Regions from separate parts of the Mus musculus genome. Here region 1 is linked to region 2. A link is a contact called in public promoter capture Hi-C data. All regions are on one chromosome and are shown on one strand. Each heading gives the region's core, a stretch centred on a gene start, on an enhancer-like site or on the middle of the called end of the contact. The rest is flanking DNA. Distances are from core to core; before and after follow the strand shown. Region 1 overlaps Gm40264 (a long non-coding RNA gene). Region 2 holds the start of Abcb4 (ATP-binding cassette, sub-family B (MDR/TAP), member 4).

Region 1 (7,406 bases), core at 3,020-5,519, 150 kb before region 2:
CTTTGAAGCACAACCAGAATTTCAGGTTCTGAGTCAGGCTCTTCAGCTGTTAATTAGCAGCGATCTAGATTGCCACTGCCTTAATTAGTACTGTGTGTTTTGCTGTACAGAATATCCTTTCTACTCGAACACCTGCCAGTAATTATCCACATCTCATTTCACAGGACCCCAAATGTAAACAAATGCATATGTTTCTCAATTCCACTGAACAACCAATTGGTGCTTCAAAGATTATTCCCTGGGAAGGGACCTCTCCCCACTCCCAGCTTAACTCAGTTGTCTGTAGTTCTTTGTGTAGGGTTGAGGTCTCTTGGGAAATTACCTTTAATGTTTACTGCTACAGTTTAGATGTAAAGTGTTTTTTTTTATGTATAAGTGTTTTAAAATATTAATTCTATAATTCAAACACTAATCTTGTTTCTGAAAACCAAGATGTTTCTGCTAACCAACTGGATCTCAGAAGCAAGTTGGCAGCTTTTTCCCACCCGAGATAACACTTGAAATGATCACATACAAACACAAATGTACACGAATATATACATAAATAAAGCCCGCAACATTACAGGAAAATACAGAATAGTTATGTTAGTAAAACGAAAGCTTTGGAGAAATTATGAAGAAGGAGTTGGAATGAGGGAACAGCAAGTTAATATTAAAACCATCTATTGATAGAGTTTGCTTCCTGTTGCTCTGATCAGCACCATAAGCAGAAGCAACTTGTAAAGCAAAGGGTGCCTGGGCAGGAACCTGGGGGTAGCAACATGTCTTGGTGGCTCCACCTCCATGACTTCATCAGCTTGCTTTCTTATAACACCCACGACCACTTGCCCAGGGGTGGGAATGCCCACAGTGGGCTGGGTCCCTTCCATTCAATTAGCAATTAAAAAAAAAAAAGCCCACTGACATGCCCATTGGCTAGTTCGATAGAGGCAGTTCCTCAATTGAGATTCCCAGATAGGTCTAGGCCTGCGTCATGTTGGTAAAACCTAACCAGCACACCTATAATTCAGTATGAAGGAGTTTAACTCTGAGGCCACAGGGGTCAGGCAGGATCCAGGAGCTATGCAGTTTCAACCAGGTTTCTTTGTGTAGGCACAGCTGACTCAGGGAAAGTAGGTGTTACTGTCCCAGGTTTGAGTCACCAGCCTAGGAGAACCGTGTACCCCTTTGTTTGCATCATGCACTGTACTGGAAGTTCACCTCCTGGTGTCACCTACCCAGGCTCTTCTAGGAAGGATCCCAGCATACCCACCAATCCCCCCACCCATAGAAAAGAAACACTGTGGCCTCTTGAGACATTGTTACCATTTTTCAGGGTAGACCACTGCACAGATGTCCCTGGAGACCTTGTCAAACTCGATTTGACTCAGCGGTTCTGACGCCTTGCCTGAGGCTTGTACCCAGCTCTGAGGCACCAATTCACTGACTCCTGCCGCATACTGTCGACAGCAAAGGCCTGGAGACTAGCATGTTTCAAAGCAGCTTAAAATTAAAAACAAGTATGCATAAATTTAAAAACTAGAAAAGATATAAACCCTTAACCCTCTCCACTGCTTTAGTACTATAATTTGATCAAATTGTGGGCAAATATTGGTAATTTCTTTGAACATCACCCCTTACCTTCCAGACTTCCCTTCCGAAGGCTCACCTGACAAAATGTTTCTAATTTGGTATTGGTTTTTCACTCTTAATACAACATTTGTAATTAGTTTCCAATTTGTTCTGGAGTTAGGCTGGGTCCTCCGGAAGTTTGTAACCTGTCAGAACACATCATTCCTCTTGTGTATTGAGTGAAGTAAAAAAAAAAAAAAGCAAGCCGCCATAGCCCTGTAGAACTCGTGCAAAGCAAATTGGACTTACTTGGCTCCCTGAGTAGAAACCCAAACAATAAGGCCCTATTCATCCACCCTGGACGCCACTGGAGAAACAAAACCAAGCAGGGGTGGGTGCTCTGGAAACTAGAGGACAGTTTCAAGTCCTAGCACAAGTGATTAATTAGAAAAGAAAGAAAGGGGGAAAAATAGGCAGTTTAGAAAAAATAAATAGTTTTTTTAGAAAAAATAGGATGGTTTCTGCTCAAATAAGCCTTTTAAGATGCATGTGGCAACAAGCACAGGCAGAGGAGCTTGTTTGAATTCCTGCCCTTCTTTGCACTGTTAACACTGGAGTAGCTGCACAGAGCAGCAGAAACTGCCTCTGGGTGTCCCTTTGTGTCCGCGGGCACAGCAGACGTGATGATGGAGCAGCAGATGTGACAATGGAGTGGAGGAGCCGGAGCTTGGGAGACAACCAAATGAGACGGGAATATGGGCACGTTACTCCATTTCCCATGCTATACAATAAAGAATGCCTTCTTCTACTAGGGCTATTATTGAGAGGATTATGAGAAAGAATATATATAAAAGATTCAGTCATATAGGGATGGCATAGCAATTCTTTGGTTTGGTCTTCACACTGTTGTACCCTGCTGGATATATTTCATTGCCCACTAGTCACCTATGGCAGTCTTGAGGACCATTGTATAGCTATTTCCTCTGACTTGAAACATTTTCTCTTGGAGGGAGGAGGGAAGGCATCTAAAAACCAGGAAGCAAATAAAGCTTTGAGGTTCTAGGAGTTCTGAAAGTTGTGCGACTCACAAGGCCCCACTCCAAGGGTAGCCGAGCAGTGAGTAGTTGGTATGGGAGAAGTGACTCAGCAGTAGAGCTCCCTGCAAGCTGGGCAAGGAGGTCTAGGGCTGCAGCTTTTGTGAGGTGTCACCCGTGCTGATGTGGACCTTTTGGTCATGCAACTGCCTTTGAGTCAGCCATGTCCATGTCAATAGTCCATCACACAACTTTATTCCCCAGCTAGACACCGCTGAAAGGGAACCTCTTGTCTAGAAGTGTGTATAAAGATGGCCTGCTGGGCACTGAGAGGTAGAGGGTACCTCAGTGATAATACAGCCATAATCAGATGTTTTGAAGACAATTGACAAAAGGCCTCAATCAGATTGGCCTGGGGTCAGATCCATGAGAGATTGTCTGAAGTGATGATTGCTGAGGGAGTTCTCTGTCCACTGTGGGTGGCACCATCCCCATGTAGATGGGCCTAGACTGTCTCTGAAACTGTTAGTAGCTGAATATGAACCTGAGAGCAAACCGGTGAGTGAGCAGTTTTCTTCCTGACTCCTGCCTCTGCTTGTGCTGCAGTTCCTGCCCTGACTTCCCTCAGCGGTGGGTCTATGACTTGGAAGTCCAAGCCAAATAAACCCTTCCCTCACCCCCACAAGTGACGTTTGCTCAGGGTTCGTCACAGTAACAGAGAACAAAGGAGAAGCCTGCTTTTTTATTTTTATTTTTTGAAACAGGTTGACATCACATATCTTCCTGATTGAAGGAACATAATTCACCAAGCTGTCAAAGCTAATTCTTATGAATTCTGCTTGATCCCTAGCCCTTGATGGCGGCTTGGGTAAGTAATGGTAGACATCTTTGCCCATTTTATTATGAACTGACTGACTTTTTAAAAGTTACTTGTTCTGGTTAATAACTAATAAAGAGATATCAAGTTATAACCACCCTTTGCATTTAGGCTCAGTATCGTTGCCACAGAAATAGCAACTCAGATTCACTAGTTTAGAAGATGTGGCCTTTCAAAGAGACAGTTAAGTTAACGTTGGTCTCAAAAAGAATGGCTTCAGAAGAAAACCAAAGTTGCAGGCACCTTGTCCTGGTCTTGCAGCCTTCAGATTGCTTTGTGGCTAATCATGGCTCTCTGTGATGTTTGTTACGGTGGATTTAGGGGCACTAATGTGTACAGTGGGGTTTGTATCTCAATTACTTGGAGGTAATTACAATATTTATAATGTCAAAGTACATATATATTCTTTCAGTGACCTTCCATGTAAGATTGTTTTCTCTCTCTCTCTCCTCTCTCTCCCTCTCTCTCTCTCCCTGTCTCTCTCTCCCTCTCTCTCCCTCTCTCTCCTCTCTCTCTCTCCCTCTTTCTCTCCTCTCTCTCTCTCTCTCCCTCTCTTTCTCCTCTCTCTCCCTCTCCTCTCTCTCCCTCTCTCTCTCTCCTCTCTCTCCCTCTCCCTCCCTCCCTCTCTCTCTCTCTCTCTCTCTCTCTCTCTCTCTCTCTCAGCAAGAGATTAGGAGAATGGTCACTATTGCTCTTGTATTTCAAAAAGCTCCCCCCTGGACTTTGGACATCTGAACTCGGGCATGGCAGTGTGCATTGGAACTAACTAAGTCTAAGTAAATTTGGATTTTGTAGAATAATTTGCCATAAGTAAATAGAGTGAATGAGACATCAACTGAGGTGGGGAGGAATTCTCATGTGACCTAAGCCAAGCCAAGCATACCTCTGTGGATTTCCAAGGCGAGAGCTGTAAGGACAAGAATAGCACATTACTTTCAAACCATGATAGAAGGAAGAATGCACGGGTGCTGTATTTTAAGAAGGCAGAAAGACAAGAACCATCAGAAATCTCTATAAGGGATACAACTTAACCTCAGGCACACGTGCACTCCACGTGTGTGAAAGGTTTGATGTTTCCGTGGGGACTGAACTGTCAGGTGGAATGCAACAAGCTCACCCATGGATAAGAACCAGGTTAGAATGCACAGATGCAAATGCTGAAAAAGTCGGGGATGGAGATGGCTCTGCCACTGTGGTGACACTCAGTTATGCAGCCTCAGCCATATTAAAGTCAGGCACAGACAGATGCTAAAGGGACAGCATCAGGAAAGCCTTTCAGAAGGTCACTTCAGGAACGACAACCAAACTGACAGCTGTGAGCTCTAGTGTGCCCATGGAAACAGTCATCACCAGCCTTATTAAACTCTGAAGAACAAAGTGCTAGGAAAACCAGGGCAGCGACACGAGCCTCCCTTGCTCAGGGATAAGTTTGAGCACAGCAGCCCACATTCCCACTGTGGGGTCTTTGTTCCGGGTTCAGAGAGAGCAGAGCTGGCCCTTCTCACTAGTCTCTCTGTGACTTGCCTGAGGGCTGCCGTAAGGACGGAGTCAATGTGTTCTCTTCTCTCTCTCTTCCGAGGCTAGGAAAAGGCTTTGCTCAGAACATCAGATGGTAGAAAACCTGTAGCAGCCTAGGGCAAGGTTGTGCTTGAAGCCACAGCAGACCACTTCTGGGTTGGGAAGCAAAGTCAAGGAGAGAATTGCTTTGGAAAGTGGTGCATTCAGGAAGTGAATTCGGAGGAGGAATGACAGGGTATGTCTTCACTCTCAGCATTTGGGAGGTGGAGGCAGGAGAATCAGTGGCTGGAGTTCCAGGCCAGCCTTGGCTACGTGAAACTCTGTCTCCTCCCCTTTCTCCTCCTCCTCATCACGAAGGAACAACAAAAAAGCAAATTAGTTTCTTTGTATTCTGAGGACTTGAGAAAGGCACACACATGGTCAGGACAAGATTCATGTTAGGCGCAGAATTCAAAGCTTCACTTCAACAACTTCCCAAGACTCAGCCCAGTGAGTACTACATGAATATTTCAACACTTGGCTCAGTGTGGAAGATGAATACCAGTACAGAGCCCATTGAGAAAACCTAGCACAGGATCTCCCACTATCCTTCTCTTCTGTCTCCTCTTCCTTCCCTCCCTTCCTTTCTAGGCAAGCAAAGAAAATTTTGTCCTCCACTCTACACAAAGAACTTCAGGCAACTAAGGAATACTGAGACTGAAAGAAATAGTCTTCTACAGGGAAGAGCATATCAGTTGGTTATGCAAGACCTGATAGCCAGTTCTGAAGCATACGTAATGAGTAGCATTATACAGACTGAACAAGTTCCACATCTGCGTGTGTGTGTGTGTGTGTGAGTGTGTGTGTGAGTGTATGTGTGAGTGTGTGTGTGTGTGTGTGAGTGTGTGTGTGTGGGAGTGTGTGTGTGTGAGTGTGTGTGTGTGAGTGAGTGTGTGAGTGTGTGTGTGTGAGTGTGTGTGTGTGAGTGTGTGTGTGAGTGAGTGTGTGTGTGTGAGTGTGTGTGTGAGTGAGTGTGTGTGTGTATGCGTGTGTGTGTGTGAGTGTGTGTGTGAGTGAGTGAGTGTGTGTGTGTATGCGTGTGTGTGTGAGTGTGTGAGTGTGTGTGTGTGTGAGTGTGTGTGTGTGTGCGCGTGTATGCATAAGATATGTAACAACCATTAATGAAGAAGAGGTTATGAGTTTGAAAGAGCAAGGAGAAGTGAGGAAAAGAAGGAAATAAAATAATTACATTATAATCTCAAAGATAAGAGAAATATTTTTTTTAACTAACAAAACTGGAGTATAGCTCAGCAGTAAAGTGCTTTCCTGGCATGTGCAAGGCTCCATGTTCAATCACCAGCCACACACAGACAAAGAGCACTCCTACACACACACACACACACACACACACACACACACGGTGAAAACCAGCAGATGAAAGAACTTTTACAGATTGGGACAACAAAAAGCAAAAAGTAAAACTCAAGGAAAAAGAAGAATTTGATTTACAGTCACCACACTCTGACATTCTAATATTGCATTTAAAAAAAAAAACAATAAAAATCACAATGCAAAAATAAATATTTTTTAAAATTATGAATGTATGAGTTAAGGTCCTCTAGGGCCTGGGAACTAATAGAATGTGTTTACATTCAAAAGCAATCTACTAGATTGGTTCGCACATCAGGACTGGGTAGTCCAGCAATGGTGGCTTCGTCCTGCAGGGTCAGAGGCTCTGGAGGCTGCTCAGTTCACAAGGCAGCTGCCATAGGTGTTCCTTTGATGCTGAAACCCTGGGTGTTCCCTGCTGGAAGAACAAAGGTTCAGAGGATGGCAACAGAGGCATGAAGCAAAAGAAGTGGAGTGGGAGAGTGTGGGCTGGTCAGGGGAAGGTACTACAGTTAAAAAAAAAAAATTAAAATCCTCTCAAGGCTCTCTCCCAAACATCCCCAGGAGTGTGTCTTTTAAGTGGTTCTAAATTCCATCAAGCTGATAGTCAAGATCAACCATCACAAAAAAGATAGCTCATCCAAGCAACTAAAACAGTCAAAACCATCCCCAAGGAAGGTGAGACATCAGCCACTTGATGAGGTCTTGTAGAAGGGTCTGTAAAGTGTGCTCAAAGCATGTGTGTGTGTGTGTGTGTGTGTGTGTGTGAGAGAGAGAGAGAGAGAGAGAGAGAGAGAGAGAGAGAGAAAATAAAATAAAAACAAAATCTTAGAAAGGATTATCTAATAAATCTGGGGTAACACGGGGCACCCCATTCCTCACCTCTATTCAACAGATCTGTGTATATTGATGGAGAATAAAAACAAAAGAAAGTACATTTGATGCATGTATGATCTGAAGATTCCACAAAAATGAGTAGATCTGATAAATTCAGCACAGGAAATAAAATCAACATGAAAAAGCAGAAGTAACTTTTTTGGAAATAAGGCATCAGGTAT
Region 2 (7,436 bases), core at 4,245-6,744:
TGCATGTGCAGAAACCTAGAAAGTAAACCAGGAACAAACAGATCTCAGCTGGAAGCCAGATCCCTCTGAAAGGGTGAAATTAGCCTTTAAAAGCCTTTAAAAGCAGTTCAGTACAGAAGAGAAAAAAAGAAAAAAAAAGAAAAAAAAAGAAAAGAAAAGGAACTTTATGAAGTATCTGTGAGCTTTATGGAAGTCTTGATTATGAAAAACCTTGAAAAATGAAAGAGAATCAACTGGAAAAGAACAGGGAATGTAGAGGAAGTTGGGATTTTAAGCTTGCAAAGAAAGCTGGCTTAGGACTGCACAGAGCACAGCAGGATCACATTATAGGTAAGCAGAAACTATCAAAACTTTTGGGTTTAGTGCTCAGCAGGGTGGCTACCAATTATTATAGCAAAATATACAACTCCTACTTACTAAACAAATACCTCTTCAGAAGACAGAAATTCACTGTCCTTTTAATCTTCTCCAATTTACACCTTTTGCTCAACAATTTTGATGGGTTCCTCTGTGGATTTCCCTTTGCTCTTTTTCCTGTCTTCTAGACTACAGCTTTGTTGTTACATTTCCCTTTCCAGCTTCCTCTCCATCCCTTGCATGTCTCCTCTCCTTTTAAACTTTATACTCTGTTTACTTCCCCCCAAATCTCCCCTTTGGAGACAAGAGGTTATTTGAAGAGTATACAATGAGTCAGGATGGTGGAGTGGGTGGCGTCTTTGACTGATTCACACTGCCCAGTGAGGCTGAGGTTGGGAGCGCATAGCAGGCCCTGGGCATGTGTGCAAACTGTTTTCCAAGGGTTTTAGAGTTCATCTGGGGCCAAGGGCAGCAGGGGCAGATTCCACTCAAGCACACAGGACAAAGCAAGAAGACAAAAAGAGAGGAAGGATGAGAACCAGGAGGAACTCAGAAAAAATCAAAGGCAACGACAAACACAGAGACTGAATGCAAAGGTATCCTAATGGCTACAAGGGACTAGTGTCTTCAAGGTCCACTGTTGGTGGCTTCTAAACGAAGGGAGTTAGAACATCTGGGTCGTTCAACATCCTTTCAGGGCACACAGTCAGATTTCCCTGCGGCGTTTCTTTTTAGTGGACATTATATGACACTGAAAAAGTTTCTAATGCTTTCCATGTTGGTCGAATTAAATTTAAGTTTCTAAGATCAAATTTAAAGTTAGGATACATTCCTACGTAAATCTAGATTAGTTTTTAGTGACCCTTTTCAACAAAACAAGACATCTCTAGTCCTATTACAGCAGCTTTGTTCTGAGGTTTTTCTACACAGACATCTACTCAGATAAAAGGTGATGATTAAATTTAAATTCAGTGTCAACTAAACTTATTAAATGCAAACAAAATATCAATTATTCTACTTTTTAATATATATTTCTCTTTTTTTCTGTAGGAAACAGATTCTAAACTGACACTAAAATTACACATATAAATAAAATTCTTTTTCTAGGCTGGAGAGATAGCTCAGTATGGAAAAGCATTTGTCCTTCAACACTGACAACCTGAGATCAATGCCTGGAACCAAAAGGTTTAAAAGAAGAGAACAGATTCCCAAATAATTGTCACTTGACTTCCACCCATGTCCTGTGGCACTGTACACCTGTACTCACACACATCGGCCACACAACATGTTCAGATCTTGGTCCACTGTCTATTGTAAATCAATACAACATAAATACACAATAAAAACTGAACAAAAAATGGCTCTCACTGAAACTTTTTAAAGCAAAAACAAAGAGTACAGGAAGAGTGTGAGCAGAGCCTTAGACCAACGGAGAACTAAGTTGTTGTGTGCCAAGTGTTTGGATGCCCTTCCTGCATTTGCTTTCTAACTTGATGGCTTCAATTGATATACACCTCTCTCTCTCTCTCTCTCTCTCTCTCTCTCTCTCTCTCTCTCTCTCTCTCCTTCCCTCCCTCCCTCCCTTTTTTTTTTTTTGTCAAAGACTGTCTGCTTGAAACACATCACTTTTTTCAAAGCAAGCACTTTCCTGACCTGCCTCTCTGAGACACATTACAAATGAAAACACATTTGATTTCTTCAAAACAAAACAAGACAAAACAAAAACAAAAACAAAAACAAACAAACAAACAAACAAACCCCAAAAACATGTAGGCTTGCCTTGTACCCTTGGAAAACCCTGGGAATGGCCTGGAACAGAATCAGAATATGTGATCATTGAGTTGAGGTTCATTGATTTCCTAGTAAGCTAGTTGTATGTGTGGATTTTTTGTTTTAAATGTTGTTTTGCTGGGCAGGGGTGGGGGTGGGGTTAGTGACAGGTTTTATGAATCGAGATGTTTCCATGGCATTTCTGAAATGCTTCTTCTTTTTAACCTCCCTGAGAGTAGTGAGCTCGAAGCCAGCGTACCCCAACCCCTTCATCGTCTGTCTTGTGACTTAAAGCCATCGTTTACAATTAGGCAAACCATAGGCACAAGTGCAACAGAGGCAATCCAGTGCTGCTAAGACAGACAGACAGACTTAAAGCACTGGCTGGCTGGCTATTGACTCAAGTCTCCAAATTTGAATGAAGGGCAGGATTCTTAGCACTTAGTATTTCACAACTTACCAGTGTCAACAGGCCAATTAAATTCACTTTCTTCTTCTTTTCTCTGCCTTGGTTGCTGTAAAATATAATTGTTCAAATTTAAAACTGTTATGAGCAATAAATTGAAAATAAACTTTAGCAGCTATGGTTTTGACTCACAACATTTTTAAATACAAGAAGACAACCATTGTCAAAATTATCCAGCTTCAAGCATGCTGCAAGGCAGCCATCAAGTACAAAGGTAACTGTCCAAGGTACTACAAGGACATCTGGATACAGGAGAAAGGGTCAAGACTGCCAGCCTCACAGTCTACAGTGAGGAGATGCATAAAGTAATAATGTTACCAAATCACCTAAATTGTTCTTTTTCTAAGAAAAGTACGAGTTGTTCTATAGGGAGACTGCTTTTCTGGATTATATGGGGAGTGGTTTTAGGAAATACTGTTTTTCTGGATTCAAGATACATCTAAGATTCTGTTACTTCCCCCCCCCCCCATTTTTCTTGCTACATTCCCATTAGAATAGTCCCACTTAACTTCTATTTACATTTGCTTTAGTGTACTGGAAACTGTAGCCAATATAATTACTTAAGAACTCAGGCTACTTCTCTACTCAGGAAATAGCAATGGCTCCATTTCTTCTCAGAGTGAAATCAAAACCTTTATATTGGCTACTCAGTCCACACTCTCTGAGGGTACCATCATGACACCATCCCCCGCTCCCAGCTGCTCAGATAGGCAGACCTGGTTTCTCTGCTACTTTGTGAATGCAACAAATACAGTCCGGACCTCAGGATCATTTAGCTCTAAATTGTTGCTGCCAGAAAATGCTCCCCAAATACCCATGGTTCTTTCTGCTTATTTCCCCTTTCTCAGTAATTGACTTAAAAATAAGACCTACCCTAACCACCCTCCTTAAAATGGATAGACACTTCTGCTATGTTCTCCTAATTTTCTCAGTCTTCATTAATTTTCTTCACACTTGGTACCTTTCAACAGATGGACATTTGCCACTGAATATATACAAGAGAATGTGCCACAGGCTATGCAGCATATCTAGAACAGGTATATTAGCCCTCCTCAGTTTGTTGTGCCTAACAGAAGTGGGCTTAGCTTTCCTTGAAGGTACCGCCCTTGGTATTATTATATAAAAATTAGTCCCATATTTCATTTTGTAATCTTACAATATCAAGCTAGTTCTAACTTTGTGTATTTCGGTTTTGAGGTGTTTCCTTCTTCCTAACCACATGCTGTGAGCTTCTTCTGAGAGCTTCCTGGGCCCTGAGTGTTACTACACCTTTTCCAGGGACTGCTCCTTCTAATACTAGTCAGTGTGCTCAGCCAGTATAATACATAAATAGCCGTCTTCGTGAAAATGCCATCTATTAATAGAGTCACAGTCATCCCCAGCCTAAATTGCCAGATGACAAAACCACATTTTTCTATTAGAAGTAACACCATCCATACATTTGGGGTTTGTTTGTTTGTTTGTTTGTTTTTGTTTTTGCTTTTTTATGACTCGATATGGACAAACCTAAATTTTCTGTGAATAAATGTCACGATTCTAAGAATGAGTAGGGCGATGCCACGGTCCAAAGCAATTAACAGAAGCAATGCTTCAGTTTAAGATTCAGATAGGCATATTTGTCAGTTGGCTAATCAGGCCCCTTGCAGCTTGAGAACCAACTACAGAAGCTGATAAATTTTCTCCCTCTAGAAGACAACTTCATGACACATGTCAGTTTGTTCCGGGTGGCCTAGCATGAACTCAGAGACTGTAATAGCCTCATAAACTATTTGAAGCTGAGGGTAAAAATGATTCACTGTCCCCACAGCGAAAGAGGAAACACGCACACACTTGCCTAGGCCCTTCTGCCTGACAGAAAGCCGTATGTGTGCTTCACTGTGGCTGGGGGAGAACGAGAGTCAGGGAGAAAGACAGACCCACTGGCAGGGGAAGCGTCGAGGTTCACCCTCTTGCAACTGGGGGAAAAAAACTGATTTCGAAGCAGAAGTTAGTGAAGAATGAGGTTGTTCTCCATGTCACCCCCTAGAGAGGAGAAATAGGGCAAACAGTCTACAGATGGGAGAAGGGGAAGACGAGGCAAAGAAGAGAAACACAGGAAGAGGGGGGCCTTGCTTCGCTACCCTTGTTCAGAAGTACAGCCATCAATAGCAGGTGTCTGAAGTTCTACCAACTCGAGTAGCCAGATGATGGCTAAAAAGAGTGAAACGTTTACTTTATAAAAATACAGTGAATGTTACACAACGCCAATATTCATCAAATCACCCGTGTCCAGGGGAGGGGGGCGCTTTTGAAGACAGCCTCTTCTCTCTGAACCTGTTCCAAAAGGAGCCTGGGAGACAGTCCTCAAGAACACTTAAAGACTTCATCCCAAAGGCCGGAGGCATCAACCGGTTCTCACAACTTCTTTTCAGGACTCCGCTATAACGGAAAAGCCAGTGACTCTGCGGTCCTGTATACCTGATGCTGCCTAGTTCAAAGTCGCCGTCCAGGCGCCGTGCTGTTCCGTTTCTCGCTGCCTCAAGATCCATCTCAGCCTGGGGAGAAACCACAGCCTCAGGTCCAAGTGCACCCGGCTCAGCTGCCTGGAGAGGGGGACCTCCAGGCTCCGCGCAGAGCCGGCGCAGAGCCGGGGGCACTGGTGGCAGCCGCTCCCCGGCAGGTCCCACCGCAACTGCCTTCCCTCGGTCCCTTTCTCCCGCCGCGTCCTCCCTCACCTGAACTTCACGCGCGTGTTGGCCGCAGCGGGTGGCGCGCAGACCTGGACTTTGCTCGCCGCGGCTCGTCCCCGCCTCCCACACGCACCCGGCGCCGGCGACGCCTCCCGCTGCGGCGGGGGCGAGGGCCCGGGCCCGCAGGAGAGCTCCCGCAAGCCCCGCAGGCTCTGCAGGCCCCAGCGCCACCAGCGTGTCGCCCTCGCCGCCAGGGGCGCGCGTCTCCGCGGCCGCCCACCCGGGCGAGCTGCCAGCAGCCCGCAACGCAGCACCAGCTGCAGCCGATAAGCCTGCTCGATGCCTCCTCTGGCAGGCTACGGGCCCCTAAAAGTGACTGCCACACCTCCCCCATGCTGAGTTTTCTTTTAGAACACACTGGGGAAGTAATTTCCACCAGTTCAACAACCAGGCGCTCTGAGATCCCAATAGGAAGTTAAGTAGCGAGGTCGCCACTTATGCATCCTCGGCTCGAGTCTATATGGCACCAAATTGCAACTAACACCCCAGATGCTGAAGATTAAGCAGGTCCAGCCCAGAATCGTCAGCTTAAACTCCTTGGAGATGAGGAATATCGCTGGTGTCCCACACGGGGGAGGGCACATAGAGACACAGAACTTGGGGGCTGAAAAGGATTCCCCTATTAAAAGCACACACTTAAAAAATATTATTCATTTTACATCCTGATCTCTGCCCCCTCTCTCGGTACCCGCCTCACACAGTCTCTTCCCCAATCCCCCTTACCCTGTCTTGTCAAGTCTCTGCAGGAATAGGTGAATCCTCTCCCACTGAGACCAGACAAGGCAGCTAGCTTCCAAGCTTCACAATTTGAATTTGATCTCTGCTACAGACATAGTGGAAGGAGACAATGGTCTCTCAAATTGTTCTCTGATTTTCATACATGCATCATGGAACATGTGCACTCCTATACATCAAACCACGTGCAGAAAATAAATAAAATGAGAGAAAAAAGCACGTACTTTTGGTTTGGTTTTCACAAAAGTGAAGACATCGGTGTTCAGAGAAGCTAAGTAACATCTCCATTCCCAACGCTGCATCTTTCAGACTGGCACCGATGCAAAGCCTATTGACTGTGGCTGTTCTGATTTCCTACTCTAATCCCTCCATGCCAAATCGTCTTACTCTTAGGGCCTATGTGAATATGGCTTCCTTGTGAGTTCTCATCGATTTCTCCACTCTTCCCAAAACGAAGGCGCTAAATCAGATAATAAAGCGACACCTTCTGAGCTTCAAGCAAGCAAGTTTCATACTTAAGAGCTTCACAGGTCAGTGTGTGGCTGTGGGCACTGCTTATTTCTCTGGGCTTCAGTTTCTTAAGAGTCTGTCTTCCTTATTAGGTTACTGTGAAAGTACTTAGTGTTGCTTTTAAAACATAGCACCTGTATAATATGTGGCTTGCTTTTCTCCTAGTCCAGTGGCTGAATTTGCGGCTGAGCCTTGTTCTGTGTGGCATTTGCACAATAGCTGTCTAACTGCTTTCCAGACAACCTTAAAGTATGAAGAGTAGAAGAGTTGTCACACAGACCCTGAAGGCAGCTCTGCTCTGCCGTTTACCGGTGCTCTGGCTTTGGATGGGTTATTTAAATCTCAATTCAGTCTCAACATCCATTAAAATAGGGGATCTAGTAAGGTTGGAAACAATGAGTATAAAGTGTCCTCCACACTTACTAAATGACAACTACTGTCATGGTTAAAAGCTTAGAAGAGATGGGCGGGAGAGTAGGGAAGAGCGTGCAGATACATCCAGCTGAGTGTCCTGGGCATCTCCATCTGGCTCTTCACATAGGGGGAGCTGATTGCAACTATGAGATAGACATGAATGTAGTTACATATTTGGGCTCAATTTCCAGTCTACCCCAACCACAAGAAGTTGTCTTGATGGAACAGAAGGCCTTTCCTTCACCAGTTTACCAGGTGTTCAGATTATTATTGTATGGTATCCCGAGGCTAAAGCAACTACGGAGGTGAAAGCAGTTAGAATTGCTAAGTTCAAGAGGGGAGTTTTAGGTAACTGGGGGACATTACAGAATTCAGTAGTGTCTAAGGGATGACATATGCCTGCCAATCTCTAATATAAGACAGCCTGAGGGAGTGGAATCAAGACTCATGAAGGA

What was found. Promoter capture Hi-C pulls out the DNA fragments that hold promoters and counts their contacts.
Region 1: a promoter capture Hi-C map of liver shows a contact between it and region 2. The contact joins the enhancer-like site here to the promoter of Abcb4 in region 2. A contact is called at or near these places in 8 of 39 promoter capture datasets (the C10 cell line, the HPC-7 cell line, HPC-7-derived erythroid cells and 4 more), 6 of 484 Hi-C or Micro-C datasets (CD4 T cells, Th1 cells, cerebral cortex and 1 more), 3 of 115 datasets of contacts at active chromatin or transcription factors (effector CD8 T cells, memory CD8 T cells and microglia) and 3 of 9 other capture datasets (adipose tissue, liver and pancreatic islet).

What each region holds. Positions count from the first base shown.
Region 1 is chr5:9,037,709-9,045,114 of GRCm38.p6, reverse strand. Gm40264 (a long non-coding RNA gene) reads right to left here. Exons shown (of 3, transcript XR_868241.1): 3 at 6,523-6,763. Among named protein-coding and RNA genes, the nearest start is that of Gm40264, 6.7 kb to the right of the region's middle. Within about 2 kb of position 4,269, at least 8 of the 459 cell types and tissues checked have an H3K27ac peak or open chromatin away from gene starts, as enhancers often do. A contact at or near this core is called in liver, where this site is marked.
Region 2 is chr5:8,891,779-8,899,214 of GRCm38.p6, reverse strand. It overlaps Abcb4 (ATP-binding cassette, sub-family B (MDR/TAP), member 4), which reads right to left and starts at 5,494. Exons shown (of 28, transcript NM_008830.2): 1 at 5,308-5,494; 2 at 5,051-5,127; 3 at 2,588-2,642. The coding sequence starts at 5,121.